Linked DNA regions of Capsicum annuum: region 1 is linked to region 2. A link is a contact called in public Hi-C data. All regions are on one chromosome and are shown on one strand. The core of a region is the stretch at or near the end of the contact, and the rest is flanking DNA. Distances in the headings are between cores, read along the strand shown.

Region 1 (5,674 bases), core at 4-2,503, 170 kb before region 2:
TTTGTTTAGTGAATATGGTTAAAGATTTAGAATATTTTCTTTGTCTCAACTCTTTCTTTCACTAATATAATTACTCTCTTTTGTATAGTGAATATACTTGTAGACTTAGAATATTTTCTTTGTCTCAACTTTCTCTTTCACTATTACACACTATAATCTTTTTCACATTTATCATATTTTCTTATACATGCAATAACATGCAAGACCACCTCTATTTATAGGTGATGTATTTATCTTTGTATTGAATAAGAATTATAAAGAGGGATCATAAAGAGGAAAGATCAATAGTCTTTAGATTATAAATGTCACAAGAGTTACATGCAAGACCACCTCTATTTATACCTGAAGTATTCATACTTATATTGAATAGGAATAATAAAGAGGGATCGTAAAGAGGAAAGATCAATAGTCTTTTATGTTATAAATGTTACAACAGTTATAAGAGTAATGAGGTAGGCTTACAAGAGTTATAAGAGTAATGAGGTAGACTAATGGTAGATGTTACAAGAAATAAATGTCACATTCTACCATAAAATAATGACCGAAATAAAGTGTTAGTGGTTATAAGAATTACATAAAGTAAATACACACTTTTACTCTTAATAATATTCTACTAATGTGCATCGCAACTATCAAGAACACACTTTATCATTTGATATAGTGCACTTTAATAGAATTAAAATATTAAACTGCACTAATAATTTTATAATTCACTGATATCAGAATTACATCAATATTATAACTCTGTAACCAACTCCTAAGACACGAAGACTAAGACCTCTCATCTTCCTTAGTATTAGGGCCATCAAGACTAAGAGACATATTATGTTTCTTAGTATCAGGCCAAGTTAATAATATGTTTCTTCAGTTTTCAAGTTACACACTATCAAGTCAATTTATCAATTACTTTCTGAATATTCCTTATTCAATTTAAACATAACTCTCCAAAAAGCTCTTCTCCCATCAAACTTTTACTTTCATTAGAACTCAAATTCAAATTTCTTTAAGAGTTGTAGTCAAACTTCAACTCTTCAATTGAGCTGATTTGAGTTTGTCAAATGTACTAATTATTTGAAACATTTAACATAATTTTAATTTAATATCATAAAATTTAAAAGTATTTTTTACTTTTTAAAACTACGTGTATCAAATGAAAATAAATAATCTTTTTGGAATAGTGAATAAAAGATAAAAGAAAATAAAAAAACAAAGGAAAGAAAAGACAAAAACTACATATATGGAAACTAATTTAGGGCGGAGAGTCACTAGAACAACATGTTCGTTGTGTCTTATCTCAAAACCAACAAAATAAACCCAACAATCAATTTCGATCCACCAACCCAAAATTCTTAAACTCTCCCCTAAGTTTCTTGTATTCAAATTCCCCTTTTTCTTCAATACCCTTTTGATTTTCAATTGTCTAAACTTTGCTTTTCCTTCCATTTTTAATTATTATTTTTTTTTTCGGTTTTTAGCATCTGGATTTTGTCAGTTTTTTTTCCTTTTTCTTTTTATAATCGCAGTGTCTGAACCAGTTCGACTAATTCCACGGGATACCTGCAACAGGTATTAGAATTTTTGCCAGTTTTTAGCATTTGGGTTTTGTGATTTTGAATTGAAATTTGAGTTTTTGTCAGTTTTCAGCATTTGGTTCTGCCATTTTGATTGAATTGCCTTATCGCAAAAACTGTTATTACCTGTTGATATTTAACCTCGTTATCTTATTTTCTTGTTGTTTCTGCTTCCACTTTTTCATTCTTCGTTCAGCCCCGAGGGTCTATTGGAAACAACCTCAGTACGTTCTTTAAGGTAGGGGTAAGGTTTGCTTACAGTCTACCCTCTGTAGAGCTGACTTGTGGGATTACACTGGGTTTGTTGTTGTTGTTGTTGTTGTTGTTGTTGTATTTCAGAAAGCTGTGTTGATCTAGAAAGAAGAGTTCACTTGGTGGTGTTGTATTTCTTGTTTGATTAGGACTGTAGATGTTTGTTTTTCTTTGGCATTTTAAACTAAAACTAGGTACTGTTATATTTTCTTGGTTGATGTTTCTCAGTTTCCACGTAGGTATAATTTATGCCGGAAATGATCACCCATCAAATAAATGGCAAGTTTGAAATATAAAAATGACATCTTGGTGCAGTAAACTTCCTCTATGTGTGAGGTTGGGGGAAGGGGCAGAACACAATGAACCTACCGCATAGAGCCTTACTTGGCATTTCTGCAACTGTGAAACATTAGAGTGAAACTAAGTGTTGTGGATGCGTGGAATATGGTTATTATTTATTTATATTTTAAGTAGTTTTATTTATTATATAATTATATTTAAGTAGCTTTATTTATTATTCTAGAATAGGGTTTTATGTTTCCTAGTTTCATAAGGTTAGGCTTTCCATTGATTATTCTAGAATATGGTTTTATATTTCCCAGTTTAAGGATTAGGCTTTTTGTTGATGTAATAAGACTACTATTTAAAGGGAGATATGAGAATTAATAAGTTCTCTTCCATTGAACTCTAAGGTTTCAGCCTCCCTTTAACGAGCTAAAGAGATCGGAGTTCTCTCTTTTAATGAACTTTAAGATTTCAACCTCCCTTTAACCAGCTGAATTTATCTACAAAATAGGTCGATCTAGGAATTCAAACAAAGGAAAGGGGAAGTCCAAATCAATTGATTCGGGCTTTTCTGTTCATCGTCCAGTGACCCGAACCTTTGCAAGAAATCGTAACACTACGATACAGATAGTATGAAGGAAACTGATCAATAGATGGTGAATAGCCTTCTTGGTAATTTGTTAAATATCCTGGAATCATTTGAACTTTGAAGTAGTGTTCTCATTCAAGCAGTTTGAGAGCTCCCCTTCTTTAATTCCCCGGAATAGTAACTAGGACTAAGTCACATATTCACATTCCAATGGAACATTGTCCCTTTTTTAATTGTTCTTGAAGGTTTAAGATTATTCTCTTTGCCAAACAGGTCCAATCACGATCTTAATATAAGAATTTCTCCGTAGTCCATTTATTGGTTCACACTACTTTCTTTCTATGATAAAATTGTATGAACATCTTCAGTTGGTGTTGCCACCTAATATCTTATACTACTAGGGACAAGCTGAATTAACAGTGAGAATCCTTGTCCTTATGTGCAGAAAACATGATGAGCTTCAAGGACTGGGTACTGTCACAGTTAATAACGAAGTCGGTAGCCTCATCAAGACCACTTTTAGCATCAGATAACTTCTTGACAGAGGAACATCCTGATCAAGAGTTTGATCGCCCAGGTAATTCTGCTTCATGTGCTGTGATAAAATGTTCACCTGTAGTTTTTGCTATTTCATTAGAATAATGACTGTATGTTAGTGTGGAAGCAGTGTTTTGATTGTTTTCTAGCTTCAATTCCATAGTCAATTTCTTCTGTTGGTTTTTGCTTTGCATTCTTGGGTATATACAGTAGTGTAAGCATGTCTATTTTGTTTGATGGAGTTTGATGTGGACTTTCCAGCTGAAGTTGCTCTATGCTCTTAAACAGAGAGGTTCATGAAGTTCTACACAAGAAATAGTGTTTATAAAGTGAGAGCTAATCAAATGGCCTGTTATTTGGTTATATTTTATAGATTCTATTAACAGGTGAAACTAAAGTTGCAGCGGTTGGATCAAGTTCTGAACAATGTATCAGTTTTAGAAACTCTGACACGTTTAGATTGTCGGTATCTTTTTGTTTATCTATTTATGTTGGTTTCCAATAAGTGGTAGCATGTTGACAGGAAAAATATGTGGTGCATTTCAGTGTTATCAAAAGTGAACAGTAAAAAGGCTCTAAGCTCCTTTGGGGTTTTAAGCACAACGCGCAAATAAAGCGTGAGCTTTAGTGAAAAGAAGCACAAATGGAGAAAACTACAAGTATGGACCTGTAGTCCTATATTAATAGTCATATGCATGAATAACAAATATACAGACAAAGAAATTGAAAAAAAATAATGATAAAATGACATATCAATTGTTTAGTGTCACATCTTCAGCATTGCACTCATTGGCAAGAAAAGTTTGCGTTAGAGCCTTGATGACGACACTAAAGTGCCCATAAAATGAGGCGAAGTGCTAAACATGTTTTCTGCCTTGCTTCAGTGCTTAAGCACGTCTTTCACAACGCTTGTGTATTTATAGTGTTTGATACCCTCGTGCATGAGAGTTGAGTGCTTGCTAGTGGTTTTCATTGGGCAAGAGGAACAAGATTGGTGCAAGGAGCATCTCCTTGTGAAGAATAAGGGCGCTTATAAATATTCTACCTAATAACAATGAGTTGGTATGTGATTTGTAGATTGAAGTAAGGAAATGGCTAAACCTTGAGTGGTTGAGGTAGAGGTGAACATTGAGAATAGAGGAAATTGCAGAAATTTGGTGGCACGAAGTAATTTCCTTTTTAGGATCACTTTAAAGTTGAAAGGAAGAAAAAGCAGCTGACGCTTATATTAAAAATTAAAAGGAAGCTTCTTAATTTCTTTTCCAGCATTTAGGATTCTACATGCTTCCCATTTTAGAGTTTAAGGGTAAAACCAGTTGGTATTCTGTTTGAATCCCAATCCAGATACGTGGCAACCCTGCAATCTACTTTGTATGATTGTACGAGTCCTGGTGTTTTAAAGACAAGGGCAGCCCTGTGCACAAAGCACCCCGTGTTAGCAAGGTGCCGGGAAGGGCCACCCGGCCGCACCCCAAAGGGTGTGCTGTAGACAGCCTAACCTAATGCAAGCATTAGTGGCTGCTTCCACGGCTCAAACCTGTGACCTATAGATCATAGAGAGACAACTTTGCCGTTGCTCCACGGCTTTCCTTTTGGTGTTTAAGATGTAAATTTGACATATATATCATATTAGTGACAATTAAATAAAATAAACTACAGTGAAAAAAATGGAGAAAATATCACGAGAGAGGTTATCACAATCATTGTTTTTATCAAAAAGCAGTTTCCTAGATACCTCGTTTCTCGTCTTCATGTTGTTGTGTGTGCATTATTTATGTAGACCTTTCATCAAAATGATTAATGTAGACCATTAACATGTGTGCATCCGAAGTGCAATGGTTCGTTGCGATGGTACCCTATAACTGCTATAGTTCCAAAATTTTGTTCTTAAGGCACATTCATGCGTTTTGATATATTAGACACTCCTTTTGTTGTGATAAGCAATAAATGACATTACCTATGCAAAAGCTTTAAATATCTAGAAGATTTGTACTTCCCTAGAATATCAAGTAATTCGAAAGCGACAAGAAGCACAAAGAGACCAGAATTATTGTTGATGTGTGTAAAAGATAATGACAGCAATAAAACTTTGTATCAATGTTTTATCCATTGATAAGAGGGTGCATATGCATATCCTGCAGATCCTGTTGTGTAGTAAAGATTGTTATGTTGGGCTCCCTAGTCAGTATCAACTTAAATACGTCATATCCTTTTGGACTTCATTGTTTTAGTTAACTGGATAGTGTCTACTTCTGAATGTTATAGAACAACACTGGCTTATATACACTTCACCTGTTAAATAAGGGGTTGTTTGGTTGCTGGCTAGAACTTAGAATGCTGCAGGTATTAGTTATGCGGCTATTAGTTATTCCATCTTCTAACCCACATAAGATAATACAGTAATTCCCTCGTAACTTATACATGTATTAGTTATGCGGTT
Region 2 (5,766 bases), core at 2,647-5,146:
TAGGGGAACAAATACGTGTGTGGATGATAGCTTGGAGAGCGGGAGAAGCTACATTTGATGATGTCATCCACGGGAGCATTGAGCCACAACGTGTTTGGAAGATAGCATGGGCTTCGAGAGAGCATGGATGCCCATGACATTATTTTGGGCTTTGGGTCACTTTTGGGCCCAATAGCTTTTAGGTTCATTTTTGGGCCCATTGTGTAATAAAGACCCATGGCCTATAAATAGCTAGTTTTTCTTCATTTTAAGGGGAGATTTTAGATGACATATTTGTAGCATTTTTTGAGAGCCTCTTTCAAGGTGGAATCCTTGGGCAACGTGGAATCCTTGTGTTGATGATTTGCTTAGAAACGGAGATTGCTTGGGGGTTCTGGTTCCCTTGAGGTCACGTAAGAGATAGGTTTAGGTTGTGTGTGATATTAAAGGTCCAAAAGGGGAATAAGCTTTTGGATTGTTAATATTAAATCTTTATTGTCTATCTATCTATCTTTACTTTCTTGTAATCATTTGTCTATATCTAGTGTAATCCATTTGTGTTCTTGTCTTGTAACCGTGTGTTGTTGTTATTGCATCTTGTTCATCAAGTGTTGTTATTGTTTTTAGTGTGTTTTACTCTTGGTGTCATTTCCTTTCTTGTTCTTCTTGTGAATCTGAGAGAGGTCATCAAAGGGGGTCCTCAGTTCTTCAAATCGTTGACTATTTTGGTATATGTTTTTGTGTCTTTCTTGTCGATCTTGTATCATATGTAAAGGGAGGGTGAACCCTTTTTTTGTATCTCTAGGCTTTTTAGTGACTACCTTTTTTTGCTCTACTGCTCGGGGAGAATAGAATTTGATGAAATGATCTGGACTATCATATTTGTGACACAACTGGAATTTCTTTTCTTGAACTTTGAGAGCTCTCTTCTGAAAGTTTTTGCCTCTTTTGAACATGCGTTAGAACTTTCTAGTAACCAAGGTTAGATTAACTTCTTCATAATCAATAATCTAAGTAGCCTTAAGAGAAGTAGTCTTATACTTCCTTTTAGTTCCTATATCTTTTCTTGATTTTTCTTCAGTTAGGTTGTCAGATTTTCAATGAGCACATCCATGTCTAAGGTGTCTGTATCTCTAGCTACAGTAATTTCTTCTACCTTGCTTTCCCAAGATTCAACTAGTACGCTGAGAAGTTTCCTAGTAGGAATAAGTTCTTCTAGGGAGTAAATTTCATTAGGAATTGTAGTGAATCTTGTATGCATGTCTTGAATAGCTTTTATGTTATTTATCCTGAATAGTTCATATTGCCTATTCAGATTGTCTATCTTAGATTTTTTTTTTTTTACAACAAAAGTACTTTTATGAGCAGTTTGAAGAGTACCCGTATTTTTTTACACGTTGGAAGAGATTCTATTGTATTCATCAAGTCCAATTCCACAGATCAAAATATTTCTTGCTTTGACATTATTTGAATAACTACATTATCAGTATGATCTTAATCTTTTCTATCCTTGGAAATTTGTTCCTTTTCATCTGTAGAAGTTTTTTTGGGAATAGCAAAATCGTCCAATACAATATTTCACAAATCAACACTTTCATCAATGAGATGATCCATCATCATGTTTTTCTACCATCTAAAGTATTTTTCATTGAAGAGTGACTTCCTGAGTAGTTGGAGGAGCAACCATAAAATTCTTTTCAAGTATTAATCTTTAATGAAAAAATTGGCTCTGATATTAATTGAAGAAAGCTAGTGTCACGATCCAAAAATGGGGTCATGATGACACTTATCGCGGTCCATCCTTGATAAGTAAGCCAATCACCCCAAGTTGATAAAGAAAAATCAAAATCAAACAATAAACATAAATAAGATGAGACTTCTAGAATGAAGTTAGGCCAAATCATATACAAATGCGGAAGTTTGAACAAACATAATCATTCCAAAACCTGATATCACTAGTATAAAAGCATCTAATATAATATCTGGAACTAAAATATATAATCTGTCTCTGGAATATAAGTAAAGGCAACTAATAGATAGAGATGGTCTGTAGTCAACTTTCAAAGTCTAGAGTGGGCCAGTACCTCAAGATATCACCAATTTCACTACACGAGTCAATCTCCATAATCCATACTCGTGTTAGGATTTACACCTGAAGTAAAGAAAAATATGAGCACGTCACCTGCAAATAAAAAAGTTACCAAAGGTAGCTCACACCGTCTCTACTAGCAGTTATAATATAAATACTAACAATGAAATAACACAAATATATACGATAAATATACAGAAACTAAATAGAAAATGAGGGAAACTAAGTAAATCATGAAAGATGCATATGTACTGTAATGCAATGATGATGGAATGAATAGTGAAAGTCACCATCTGACTTTTGATATACACCTATTGGGCTCGTAACTCCCATGATAAAACCTATAGGGGTTTCACAATTCATATTCTATAACTCATATCTCAACCTCAAACAACTTCTCCGGCTTGTGTTCATAGAGAGATTTTTTAAAAATATCTAATTTTTTTAAAAACAATTTTTCTCAATGGTACCTGTATCCCATAAATGTATACGTATGGAATGAGGATGTAATGTTGAGAACCAAATCAGTATGAAGATATTGAATCCATTCAATACGTATATAAATGTGCACATAAATAAACTCAATATGTCGACAATTCAGGCTTATCAACTCTAATTAGGCACCATTGGAATAAATATGCATATAAGACATCATTAATATCACATCAATCCCTACCTCGGGCATCTCTATCATGAAAAAGGCAACCAATGCTCAAGACCTATAATAACAGTTTAAACCTCCATACGGACATTATATCTAGAATAAAGACAATTAAATGGATAAATAAGGTCAATGATGTCAAATAAAGCCCTTACACAGGCAACACGCAATATCAAATATCACAAGTCAACAACAGCGGGATATAAGCCCCCACTCGAATGCACAACAGTAATAATAATCACAAAATATCTATTCCATATTTATTTTCCCCAATCTATAACATGCTTTAGTTATTGATTAACTACCCAACTCAACCTGAAAGAAGTTAAGTCATAACCTACCTCAAAGCGATGAAATCCAAGCCTAAAATGCTTCAATACGGTGCTTCCCCCTTCCGAACAGCCTCGGAATCAACTACAATATTCAAATATAGCATTTACGTGTTAAAAGAAAGCTAACGATAGTCATATTACCCATATTTGAGTCGGTTGAAAACGAGTTCAAAAATAAAAGAGGTAAAATCAGAATTTTATTTTATAAATACATTTTTCAAGGTTAAAGAAATCTACAGTTGAAGACCCATGCGAAAACAAATTTAAAATGAGATTCAAATCGAAGTTAACCAGAAGTCTCCAGTTTAAGTCTTGAGTATGAAAACTTTTTGGTAGGAAGTGTTTTCTCCGAAGAGGCCCCACAAGGTGTAGATTTCAATATCAAATTAGTCACGCTCCTATGCGGACGGATACGAGACACCATGGACACCAAGAAAATATTTTAGTAAAAGTAGTCCAGCGTTCCAAGTATAGTTCATCTCTATCAAATACAATCCACAAATTTTGATATAATCTAATCAAGCATACACCATGATGTATATATCCCAAAACCAAATAAATTAACCTTCATTATTCAAAGCACACTATTTGAAAGAGAATAATTTGGAGAATAAGCAATTAAATACTTCGAGTAAAAATACGAAAAAAAATATTTTTCTCTTGATATTTTAAAGGATAAGTGTAAAAAATATATAATTTAATATATTAAATAAGTAAAAATAATCGGAAGAGTAATGATATTGTACGTGTGTGTAAACATGTTATGAAAATACAATCTAGTATTGAAATTTGTTTATCATATATATATGGATTGGATTAATCTTTGTAATGGTTAACCTTAATTCCCTCACTTTGAACAGAAAATTTAGGGGAAAGAATTATAGATAGATCTAAAAAAGATAAAAAAGTAAAAGATATTTCATTCAGTTGGACATAAGGGCCACACAACATTTGGATGGATTCACGAAATAGATCACCAATTACAGCTTGCCACGTAACCACAAAAATCCCTTCTGACATTTCTCCATTTTTAAGCCATTAAACTAACAACCCAAACACACTCAACCAACTGATACAGACACACTGTTCCCTTGTTAATTAAATTAATTCACATGTTATTTGTATTAATTCTACTATACTCAATTGAAAAAGTCATCTTTTTGATACACCCATTTCAAAAAGATTGCATTTTTAGTACAGAAATATCAAGATTTTGCTAGTTCAGCCTTCAAGGTACATTACCCTTCATCACTTTCTTGATGTTCTAATTGATCACATTTTGTTCGTATGAGTATGATTATTACTATTGTTTTTTTGTAAAAGATTGTAATTTGACTAGTTAAGAACTCTGAAAGGCTGTGTAAATTAGATATTTGTAGTCCGGCCCTTCCTCAGACCTGCACATAGCGGTGGCGTTCGTATACGGATTGCCTTTTTAAGAACACTGAATTTGATATTGAACTTTTTTTGATACTCCTATTTCAGAAAGATTGCATTTTAAGCTGATACAAAAATTATCAAGATTTTGCTGGTTCAGTACACCCATTTTGCTGATACAATACCCTTTATCTCTTTCTTGATGTTTTAATCACATTTCATGATGGTATGATTGCTTTTTATGAAAGATTGTAATTTGACAAGTAAAGAACTCCGAAAGGCTGTGTACGATAGATCCTTATAGTTTGGCCTTTCACCGGATCCTGTGCATAGTTGTAACATTAGTGCGCCGGGCTGACCTTTTAAGAACTCTGAATTTCATCCATTTTTTGTTAGGTGTGTGATAATTCTACTATACCCAATTCAAAAAGATTGCATTTTTAGTGTAGATGAAGGCATAATGCTCTGTTGATAGTACAACAACAACATCAACATACCCAGTGTATTTCCACAAAGTGTGGGGGGTCTGGGGAGGGTACTTGTATGCAGTCCATACAACTACCTCAGATGAAGTAGAGAGACTGTTTCTGATAAACCCCTAGCTCTGCTGATAGTACAAAAATAAGACTTGTTAGTTCACTCCCTTGTGGTTTAGCCCCTTGATCACTTTCTTGATGTTCTAATAACATTAGTTCATATTAGTGTGATTCTTTTTATGAAAGATTGTATTTTGATGGAGTTAAGAACTGTATATAATTTCAATAGGAATGAATTTCATACATTTGCCTTCTAGGTTTATGATGATTCTAGTATACCCAATTCAAAAAGATTGCATTTGATATAGATAATTGATATGATCTTCATGTTGCTTGTTTGTTCCCATATTTTAACAACTATATATAATTTCAATAGGAGTAAAGTTCATACATTTTTTATTAGGTTTGTGATGATTCTAGACTTTTAGTACACCCAATACAAAAAGATCGCATTTTGATGTAGATAATTGTATGATCACAGCTTGTTTTGGGACATAGCCAAAGTTAGGATTTGAACTTGATGGGTTCTAAATTCCAATATAGAGATATCAGGTTTTCGTAACTAGGTTCTGAATTTACTTTTCTTGTACATATTTAGAGGATTTCTTGATGCAGATACACAGTGTGATCCATGATTTTCACTAATGGGGTTCGAAAAATAAAAATGTAGTGCTTGGGATTTGAACTTGGAACCTCAAAGTGAATTTTGAATTCCCCAAATCACTGAGTCACTAAGTGCAACTTTTTGCCACGGTGGTTTGGGAGAACACCCTCACCCCCTCCTAGATCCGC

What was found. A called contact is a pair of places that touch in the nucleus more often than the background predicts.
Region 1: a contact with region 2 is called in a Hi-C map of bud, with 5 times the contacts expected there. The contact joins the promoter of LOC107853607 here to the promoter of LOC107856284 in region 2. A contact is called at or near these places in 4 of 5 Hi-C or Micro-C datasets (bud, leaf and placenta).

What each region holds. Positions count from the first base shown.
Region 1 is chr7:18,091,381-18,097,054 of UCD10Xv1.1, reverse strand. LOC107853607 (translocase of chloroplast 90, chloroplastic) reads left to right here and starts at 1,253. Exons shown (of 3, transcript XM_016698585.2): 1 at 1,253-1,566; 2 at 3,143-3,274. The coding sequence starts at 3,148.
Region 2 is chr7:17,922,737-17,928,502 of UCD10Xv1.1, reverse strand. It overlaps LOC107856284 (bifunctional purple acid phosphatase 26), which reads left to right and starts at 3,896. Exons shown (of 10, transcript XM_016701270.2): 1 at 3,896-4,294.